Linked DNA regions of Sus scrofa: regions 1 and 2 are each linked to region 3. A link is a contact called in public HiChIP or PLAC-seq and promoter capture Hi-C data. All regions are on one chromosome and are shown on one strand. The core of a region is the stretch at or near the end of the contact, and the rest is flanking DNA. Distances in the headings are between cores, read along the strand shown.

Region 1 (3,253 bases), core at 397-2,896, 34 kb before region 3:
ACGCGGGCCCGGGCGGCCGTGGCCAGGACGCCCCGGGCACTGACTCCATCTACTTCTAGCGCTGCTTCCCCGCGGCCCCAGCGAGTCCGGACGCCGACAATCGGCTCGGCCCCTCTCCCCAACTCCATTGCCCAGAATAAAGTGACATTGTGGGATCTGCGGGCCTACGTGGGGTCTGCCCAGGGGGCTGCGGGTGGCGGGTGGTGGGGACGTGGCCCCTCTGCCCCTGCCCCGCGGGAGTCCTCCTGGTGGCCCGAGGGGCAGAGAGGGTTGGGCAGGCTCACGCCCTGTGCAGAACCCTGGGCACCATTTCCCGTAAACCACCTGCTGTGCTCGTGGGGCTTCCCAGGCTTGGTGCCAGCTGGTGGCCAGAAAGTTCCTCTCCTGGTCTAACCACGGCCCTGGGGGGGGGGGGGGCGTGCGCTGGGATCTCCCTCCCAACCGACCCAGCATGGAGATTCTTGGCCTGGGGGAGGCTGAGGAGCCAGGAGCTGTTCCCAGGAGCACTCATCTAGGGGAGCACGGTCCTGGGGACCTTCCAGGGGTCACACCTCGGGCTCCTGTGGCCACAGTGTGGGCAATAAACACCCTGGGGTGCCCTCAGGGACACCTGGTCCAGGTGGCTGGACTGCAACCAGAGATAGGGCCATGGGTGGCCCAGAGCGACAGTAGCCTGCAGGCCATCGGCCTGGGGTGACAGGAGTGGCCAGTGGGTGCAGGAGACAGAGATCGTGGGGCCACCCAGCCTGACTCAGTGGGGACAGAGCCCCCTCTACTGGCTTCCTCAGGGATGGACGTCAGGCAGGACTTCCGCCCCAACTGCCACCACACCCCTCATGGGTCACTGGCTTTTTTCCTCATAAAACTGCTCTGCGTTCCGCATGTTTTAATCTCGGCAGAATTTGGGTGTTCTTGTCTCAACAACTCGCACTGGAAAGAATTCAGTGAGCACAGCTGCAGCTCCTCCCACACCCCCGTCACACGAGCCCGCTCCTGTTTCTGCTCCTGGCGCCCCCAGCTCGTCCCACTGCCGCTGCCGCGGCTGCCGCCGGCGCCCCACTCCGCGGCGCCGCTGGGCGAGCAGAGTAGCGGCGGGGCCCCCGAGTCGCCCGCCCCGCCCCCGCCGCCCCAACCCCCGAGTCGCCCCGCCCCGGAGCACGTGACTTCTCCGGCGGCCCCGCCCCCGCCCCGGCCCCATAAAGTCGCTCGCTCCCGAGCCCCCGGGGAGACGAAACTTCCTGCCCCGGCAGCTCCCGGTTCAGGTACTGGGGACCCCCAACCTACGCGGAGCGAGAGGGGCAGGGACGGCCACGTCGGATCCCGGGTTCGCTTCGCAGAGCAGTGACCAGCAGGGGGCGGGCAGCGCGGGTGACTGCGGGGGGAGGGGCACGGGTCCGGAATTGGGGAACCTGGAGGCAGAGGTCGCGGTTGCCGAGGACGAGCCGGGCGGGCGGGGCAGGGAGGGGGCGCCGGCCGCCCCGCGGCCCAGCTGGTTAGGTTTCGTTTTCCTGCGACACGCGGTTTCGTTTCCTTGCGGTCGTCGCGCCCCCGCAGGGCCCATCCCGGGCGCCAGCTCGACACCTGTGGCCCCTGTGCGCCCGCCCTCCACGTCTGCAGTCACGCCCATCGCCGCCTTGGCCAAGACTCACCTGGGCAACGTCGTGGCCAGAGCCCTCAACCCCCATCTGTGACCCCAACACCCGTGACACCTGGCCACACTCACTACCTGTGGTGTGTGGTGACACACGCGCAGCTCTCCTCTCACCTGCGGTTAACACCTGCCTGCCCCCGTGGTCAGAGCTCTCGCCGCGGAGGCCAAGCCAGTGTCTCCACGCCCAGTCCTTGCAGAGGGAGCAATGGCCGCGGCTCCTGACAGGTGACAGCCCGCAGCCCTACCCGGTGCCAACCCCAAGCACCTCGCGGTCCGCGCGTGCCCTGACGCCCGCTGCTCTGCCCGCAGGGGGTGCCCACGCGTGCTCTTCGGAGACTGGCTTCTGGGCGAAGTCAGCAGCGGCCGTTACGCAGGGCTGCGATGGCTGGATGAAGCCAGAACACGGTTCCGCGTGCCCTGGAAGCACTTCGCCCGAAAGGACCTGGGCGAGTCCGACTCGCGCATCTTTAAGGTGGGACCCCAGCCCCGCCTGGAGTGCGGGGGGACCGGCCCAGGTCCAGGCCCGTACTCCATTCCATCCCTCCCCAGGCCTGGGCCGTGGCCCGCGGCAGGTGGCCGCCCCGCAGCAGCGAAGGTGCGCAGCCGATCCCGGAGGGTGCCCTCCGCGCCTCCTGGAAAACCAACTTCCGCTGTGCCCTGCACAGCACGCGGCGCTTCGTGATGTTGCAGGACAACTCAGGGGACCCCACTGACCCTCATAAGGTGTATATGATCAACCCCGAGCTGGGGTGCGGAGGTGAGGAAGGCCAGGGGAGGGCTGCCTGCAGGGAGGGCTGTGCCGCGGAGCAAGCCGCTGCTGGGTTAGATTTCCCCTTTTAGAAACTGGCGTGGGAGAGGCTGGGGCCAGACTGTTGGGGGAAGGTGGGGTAGGGGATGGCCGGGAGGCCCCAGACGGGCCTCTGGGGACTGGTGAAGGGGAGGAGCTGCCCAGGGGTTCACCCCTGGGTGACCCAGTCCAGTCTCAGATCCCCATGTCCCCTTAAACCTAATTCTCTCCCAGAAGGCCCAGGCTTCAACCCGGGGGAAGAGGAGGCCCTCGAGGATGCCCCACCCCCAAGGGTAAGGCCACTCAGCCCTCCTTGCTCCCGGGTTGGGGCTGCCACTTCTCACTGGGGCTGGGGAGCTGCTCACTGATGCCGGCACACTGTCTTCTCCGCAGGGTGAGCTTCCCGGGCCGCGCCTGGCAGCACATACTGGTGAGAGGCTGAGGCACGAGCTGGCCAGGCCGAGCCCTGAACCCTGCACCCCAAGCCCAGCTGGAGATGGTGGGGACCTCCTGCTCCAGGCTCTGCAGCAGAGCTGCATGGAGGACCATCTGCTGGAAGCTGCATGGGGCGTGGATCTGACCCCCCCCGAGGTTCCATGTGAGAGACGGCTGCTCTGCCCTGCAGGGTTCTGGGCCAAGGGGAGGGACAGGCAGGACAGCAGGACCCCTGGGGGGGGGTTGCCCCCAGTAGGGATGGGCTGACCACAGGTGGGCCCGAATAGCCGAGCCTCCTCAGGTCCAGAGCTCCCTGCTTAGAAACTGTACCTGCCACTGGCAGGGAAGGTGGCCCCCAGCCTTGGGCCACAGCCCCAGGC
Region 2 (3,263 bases), core at 161-2,660, 50 kb after region 3:
CACCGGGGCCACGAGGCCTTCCGCACGATCCACAGTGGCTCGAGGAGCTGGGCTCTCTAGAGGGATGGGGGCTCCAGGGGAGGGGCTTCCGAGGAGAGGAGGGCCTCTGGGGTGGGGAGGAGTCTCTGAGGGAACAGGTCTGCACCTCCAGGTCCACGGTGGGCGGAGGGGCTGCGGGAACGCGTCTCCTCCAATATCACAACTTCTCCCCGAGGGCCTGTGGCTGACGCGTCTGGGGCCATCCTGCAGCCACCCCAGGCCCGAGCCACTCCAGCAGCATGGATGGCGTCCAGGCCTGCCCTGGACGGGGACAATGAATGTCCTGTGGGTGAGCCTCAGTTTGGCGGGCATTCTGTGATTTCAGCCGCAGCCCGGGATCTGCTGGGTGAAGGTGCATGGGGGACCCCAGAGGGCCCCTCCTCTCCCCCTTTCTTTCACCAGCAGTGCCACACCGTTAATTCCCTCGTGCCCAGGCCAGTCAGTTTAGCCAATTCATCACCTTCCCCCAAACCGCCCCCCCGGCCCAGCATCCCCAGCTCCCACCAGCGGAAGGCTCTGGGTCGCCTTACTGTTTCTTGCTCCATGGCCTCACCCCTCCCACGGCGGCCCTTCACTGGAGCTCCAGCCACCTCAGTCGTGGCCCTGTCGCCATCCCCACCCCTGCTCATCCCAATGCCCATTGGTGGGCTGCCATGATCCCCCACATGGCCCCCTGAAGCCCTGTACCTGACCTCATCATAGCCATGCCACACCCGGTGCCCCGGGTGCCTTCAGTGTCCTCTTTCCGCTGAGCACCCCTGGCCTCATTCCGTCCGTGGAGCCTGGCCGCGCCCCTCGCCGCTCACCAGCTCCTGGCCCGGCTTGCAATCCTCCCAGGCCCGCCTCGCCCTCCTGCCCGGGCTTCCTTCCTTCGGGGACGTCTGTTCCGCGCAGTGTTGAAGCCTCAGCACCTACAACATAGCCTGGCACACAGGAGTCACTTAATAAACACTTACGAATCAACTGTTACCATGCATTGACCACGTCAGAAGAATGAAGCATTACACCCAGATTACAAAAGCAGCCTTAATGAAAAAGTTGCTACTTTCTTGCGAAACCATCTGTCTGTCTTACTCTCCAGCTCTCGTGGTCTGTGCCTGCACAATCCCGACATTCAGACCTTGCTTCAAACCAGAGAACCGACCCCTTGACCGCCACGTTAAGGTCACTGCCCAGGCCCGGAGAGGCCGCATCCGCACTGGATCCCACCTGCAAGGCCCCGCCCACCGACGCGCTTTCGGCCCTTCAGTCCCAGCGCAGCGGGAGGCGGGGTGGGCGCCTTGGGGACCACAGCTGGCCCCGCCCCGTCAACAGGCCCCGCCCCTAAAGAGACTCCGCCCGCCGCCCACTCCAACGCCGTCGTGAGCCCCGCCCCCAGGCTCTAGGCCCCGCCCACCGCTGGCCCCGACACCGCCTGGCGACCTCGCCCGCTCCGCCCCCGGCCGGAAGTAGGCCGTCTCCCTCCTGGGCTACGGGACGGGGACAGTCTGTCGACGTGTCTAGGTCAGTCACTCCCGCGGTCCGTCAGCGGGTGGGGCAAACACACGGCCGACCGGCCCGGCGTCAGCCTTCAGCGGCGTCGGCCTTGGTCGGGCCGCGAGTGGAGGAGCCTGGGGAGACGCGCACTCGCGAGGCGGGACGAAGGGTCCGCTGGGCTAGGAGGGGAACCCCTTCTCGGCCCCCGGGGGCGGGCCTCCCCGCGGGGCGGGGCCTCGCGGGCCGCGGTCGCGGCGCCGCCCAGCGAACTTCGGCGCGCTTGGCAGACGTCAGGGCGACCGAGTGCGCTTCCGCGCACGCGCGCGCGCCGGCCGCCCCTCCTCCGGGGCGCGCTGGGAGTCGAGGCGCCGGGCGCTGGGTCTGCGCCTGCGTGATCTGCGTCGTGGGGGGTCTGCCGCACCGTCCTGGGGTCCCCCTGTTGGCAACCAGAGGTCTATACAAGCGAGGGCGCGCTCCGCCGGACTTTCCTCCTCAAGTTGGGTAACCCTCGATCTTAATACCACAGAGAACCGACCCCCAGGACGGACAGACAGCTCTGCCAGAGAGGACTGGCCCGAGTGGTGCCCACAGGGTCCTGGGCCTTGGGCATGGCCATCTGCCCGCCCTGCAGCTCTTCCCCGTTAGGTCACTCGAGAAGCCTGGGGGAGCTGGGTGGGCAGCTCGCGTGGGAAGTCGAAGGACGTAAGTGGGACAGCACGTCGGGGGCCGCGGGGTCGGGTTTATCACAAGGGCTTGTTGAAAACAGTCTCAGTGTCGGCCTGTAGAGCTTGGTTGAGTAAAATGAATACATTGGGACAGTGAAACGCAATGTGGACATTAAAAGTTAGCTTGCATATATATCTATACATATACATGTGTGTTTGCGTTTGCATATACATATCTTTTTTTTTTTTTTTTTTTGTCTTTTTAGGGCTGCACCCGCTGCATATGGAAGTTCCCAGGCGAGGCGGCAAATCAGAGCTCGGAGCTGCACCCGCTGGCCTACAGCCCCAGCCCCAGCAATGCCAGATCCCAGCCGTGCGACCTACCCCACAGTTCGCCCCAGTGCCAGATCCTCAACCCACTGAGTGAGGCCAGGGATCGAACCCATGTCCTCATGGATGCTAGTTGGGTTTGTTAACTGCTGAGCCACATGGGAACTCCTATGTATCCTTTTTTTTTTTTTTTCCTGTCTTTTGTCTTTTTAGGGCCCCACCCAGTGGCATATGGAGGTTCCCAGGCTAGGGGTCTCATCGGAGCTGTAGCTGCTGGCCTTTACCACAGCCACAGCAACCCAGGATCCAAGCCGCGTCTGTGACCTACACCACAGCTCACGGCAACACCAGATCCTTAACCCACTGAACGAGACCAGGGATCAAATCCGCACCCTCGTGGTTCCTAGTTGGACTTCTTTCCACTGTGCGAACTTCTTATCTATCTATTCTTAAGTGAAGAATGTAGTAACTCTGGTGTGCATTAATTTCCTCCTGCTACTGTAGCAAGTGGCTGCAGATAGTATTTTACGGTTCAGAAGGCCAGAAGTCCAAAAGGGACCTTACCGGTGTCAACTAAAAAAATACAACGTGGAAATTGAGTTGAGTTTTATTTGGGGTGAAATTAGGACTTAAGCCCCAGAGACAGCCTCTCAGGTAGCCTCAAGAAACTGTTCCAAGGAGGCCGGGGGGAAGCTGGCATATATGAGTTTTTGCAGCAAAGGGAAGGTGGTTGGAACAAAAGATGTACAGATA
Region 3 (3,055 bases), core at 419-2,918:
ACAGGATCACAACAGTGACTTCTGGTGGCACCCAGGGAAGGGAAACCAGGTAGCCTCTGAACATAGTGCCCAGAGCCAAGCACCTGTGCAAATAAACACTAAGGAGGAAAGCATAATTTGCGACCCCCAGCACCCCTTCCTCTGTAAAGACTGGGGAGCGGGGCCCCGAGCTGAGGACCTACTGACCCCACCCGCAGCGCCAGCTCAGACAGGCCTGCCCAGACTCACCACCCCCACCTCTGCTCACACGTTCCAGACCAGGGGCCAGGAAGCCCTTTCTGCAGGAAAGCCCCCAGCCCCTCCCGGCTGCTGGCCCCCTTCCACAGTGCTGGTGGTGAGTGCTCTCTGGCTTCCTGCTCAGCCTCCAGATTTGGAGGAATTAGGGGAAAATTCTACATCATAAAGAGCATTGCCCTCTCTTAGCCCCTGCACCAACCATTACTGAGGAACCAAAAGAACTTCTGGTGTGGGAACTGGCAACTGTGCCGGGGCCTGAACCAGAGTGCCCATCACCGTGCCCAGAGCAAGGTGGCCGAGTCCAACATCTCACACCTGGCCAGCTCTCGCTTTCCATTCATCAGCTGCCGCAGAAGCTACAAGACCTCGAAACTGTAAGCTGCAGTGGAAGTCAAAATGCTAGCGCCCACAGGTCCTTGCAGGGCTGAGGTAGACACCAAAAGTCCGGGCTGGGGGCTGCTGAGAGAACTAAAGCCAGGCTGGCCCTGTCAGGACCTATGCCACCAGCCTAGTGCAAGAGGAAGCCAGCTGTTGCCACTCTGACTCAACACTGTTCCTGACAGAAAAAAATACCAACTGGTCCAGGGAGGGAGAGGAGAGGGCGCTAAGCCCCAAGTCAAACCTCACTTCAGCTTCAGTCCCGGTGACCACTGGCCAAAATGTGGCTTGCTGGGCAGACACGACACGACTCTGCTGTCGTAGAAGCAAGAAGTACACAGACTCCAAAGTTGGGAACGACGCAGCACGAGCCTGGTTCAGAGAGGCAGGGGCCAAATCAGGGCCTAGGTTAACACAGTGCCCTGGCTCAACACTCAGCAGCTGTGTGACGCTGGCAAGTTAATCTCCCCGGGCTCCAGTCCATTTATCTACGAAAACAGGGCGGCCCAAACCCACCCCGAGGGGCTCGTGAAGACCACACGGGTTAAGGAACGGGAACCCATCCGTCAGCCACATGGGCCTGTAGAAAAAGAGTCGACAGAAGCAACGATGATGACAAGCTGGAAACGAGTTAGAGAAGGGTCACACTTTGCTCTCAGAGCCCGGAGAGCAACAACGCAGGGGCAAGTGTCACTGGAAGAGGAGGGCTCCCCGCGGCCGGGGGCTGGAAGCCCCGGAAGCCCGCCTGCACGACCGGGGCCTCCCACCCTCAGCACGAGGCCTCCCGCGCCGGCCCGGTCCCCGTCGCCGCCCGCCCGGGGCCAGCGCGGCGCAGGCCTCACCCCGCGGGGCAGGCCGCAGACAAAGCGCGCGGCGCCCAGGGCGGCCCTCCGGCCGGGACGTGGCAGGGGCCCGGGACGCTACGGCCTCCGCACGTACCCAGAACCTCGCGCCCTGCTGACCGCTCCCGGGCGCTCGCCGCCGCCGCTGCCGCCGCCGCCCGACCGAGAGCCACGACTAGGCCTGGCCGCCGCCGCCACCGCCGCCGCCGCCGCCGCCGCCACCGCCGCCGCCGCCGCCGCCGCCGAAGCGCGCTGCTCGACCCGGAAGTGCAAATGCCGGCTTCCGGGACCCTCCCGCCCCGCCCGTTGGCCGGAACCACTGGGACCAGGACGGGGAGGAAAGGTCTGAAGTGGAGGAAGGAGCCGCTCCCTGCGCTCAGGGACCTCAAGGTTTTGGAAATACTGTTTAATGAGTTATCGCCTTCCAGGTACACCAGTTTCCTGGAAGAACGTGTAATGCCTAGTCGCTCGCTAATTGGCTGCTCCTGACGTCCTCCCCGTCGAGGAGCTGGTACAGTCCGACCCTCCGCCCGCCGCCCAGGGCGAATGGGAGCGGCCGCCTGGCACACCTAGGGCCCCGCCCACAGCCCAGGCCCCGCCCACGCAGTGTCCCCGCCCCGCCCACAGCACGGGCCCCGCCCTCACGCCCCGAGCCCCACCCCGAGCCCCCACCCCGGACCTCGAGCGCGAGTCGCGGAGACCACCGCCTAGTTGGCCTGCGGGCGCTCCCTGAACCGGCAGCTGTGCACTTCCTGTTCACGCCAACCAAACTGACGGAGCGTCAGCGCGGGCTCCTCCCGGCGCTGGGCGCAGCGAGGCCGAGCCCCCAGCCCCGCGCCCTGTCCAGTCCAGACACAGTAAACAATGAACGCTGCGAATCACTACACCGCGGGGTGTGTGAGGTGCTGATTCGTGCTGATAAAAAGATAAAGCTGAGCGGAGAGAATCCGGAGCTCAGGAGCCGGGAGGACTGCTGATGGCAGTTAGCTGGGGAGGATGGACCTGGCCAAGACGTGAGGACGGAGAGGGGCAGCCACGGGGAGAGCGCAGAGAAGCTGTCGGCACCCCAGAAGGGAGGCCCCGTGAGGCTGGGCCCTGGCGGGGAGCGGCCAGAGGCTCCGGGGTGCGGGGGTACTGGAGGGTCCTAAACAGGGCGACAGGCGCAGACTTAGAGGATCCCCTGGGCGGCAGCGGGTGAACAGACTGGAGCAGAGCCGGGGGACCAGTCAGGAGGCCACTTCGGGGACCCCCGTGGTGCCGGAGGGGGCGGGGGGTGGCAGCTGTGGGGAGCGATTAGCTTCCGTAAGTTGTGAAGACAGAACCGAAGAGGATTTTCGGAGGGGTTGGATGTGAGATTCCAGCTAAAAAGGGGAAAAAGAAAGTTTCTTGAAGCCAGGGGAAGAAGTACATGAAGAAGAACGCCTGGGGGGATTGAAGTGGGGGTCCCTGGCAGCGCGGGTGGGGGGTGGTAGCGGGCAGCTGAAGGGAGTTTAAGGAGAATGTGAGGAGAGCAGTCAGCCCGAGAGGAGCACCCAGTGGGAGGGAAACAAAAGTGGAAGTAGCTGAGAATGCGCCCACGGGCGAGGGCTGTTCTGTTC

What was found. Promoter capture Hi-C pulls out the DNA fragments that hold promoters and counts their contacts. HiChIP or PLAC-seq counts read pairs in DNA pulled down with a chosen protein or histone mark.
Region 1: a contact with region 3 is called in a promoter capture Hi-C map of fetal skeletal muscle, with 3 times the contacts expected there. The contact joins the promoter of IRF7 here to the promoter of PHRF1 in region 3. A contact is called at or near these places in 1 of 5 promoter capture datasets (fetal skeletal muscle) and 1 of 2 datasets of contacts at active chromatin or transcription factors (alveolar macrophages).
Region 2: a contact with region 3 is called in an H3K27ac HiChIP or PLAC-seq map of alveolar macrophages. The contact joins the promoter of RNH1 here to the promoter of PHRF1 in region 3. A contact is called at or near these places in 1 of 5 promoter capture datasets (liver), 5 of 47 Hi-C or Micro-C datasets (blood, epiblast stem cells, heart right ventricle and 2 more) and 2 of 2 datasets of contacts at active chromatin or transcription factors (alveolar macrophages and skeletal muscle).

Annotation. Positions count from the first base shown.
Region 1 is chr2:373,351-376,603 of Sscrofa11.1, reverse strand. IRF7 (interferon regulatory factor 7) reads left to right here and starts at 1,646. Exons shown (of 8, transcript NM_001097428.1): 1 at 1,646-1,876; 2 at 1,961-2,123; 3 at 2,201-2,408; 4 at 2,673-2,731; 5 at 2,832-3,036. The coding sequence starts at 1,857. CDHR5 (cadherin-related family member 5) reads left to right here. Exons shown (of 15, transcript XM_013989870.2): 15 at 1-155. The coding sequence ends at 59.
Region 2 is chr2:288,669-291,931 of Sscrofa11.1, reverse strand. RNH1 (ribonuclease inhibitor) reads left to right here and starts at 1,410. Exons shown (of 10, transcript XM_021082542.1): 1 at 1,410-1,542.
Region 3 is chr2:339,149-342,203 of Sscrofa11.1, reverse strand. It overlaps PHRF1 (PHD and RING finger domain-containing protein 1), which reads right to left and starts at 1,668. Exons shown (of 19, transcript XM_005652789.3): 1 at 1,555-1,668; 2 at 865-987.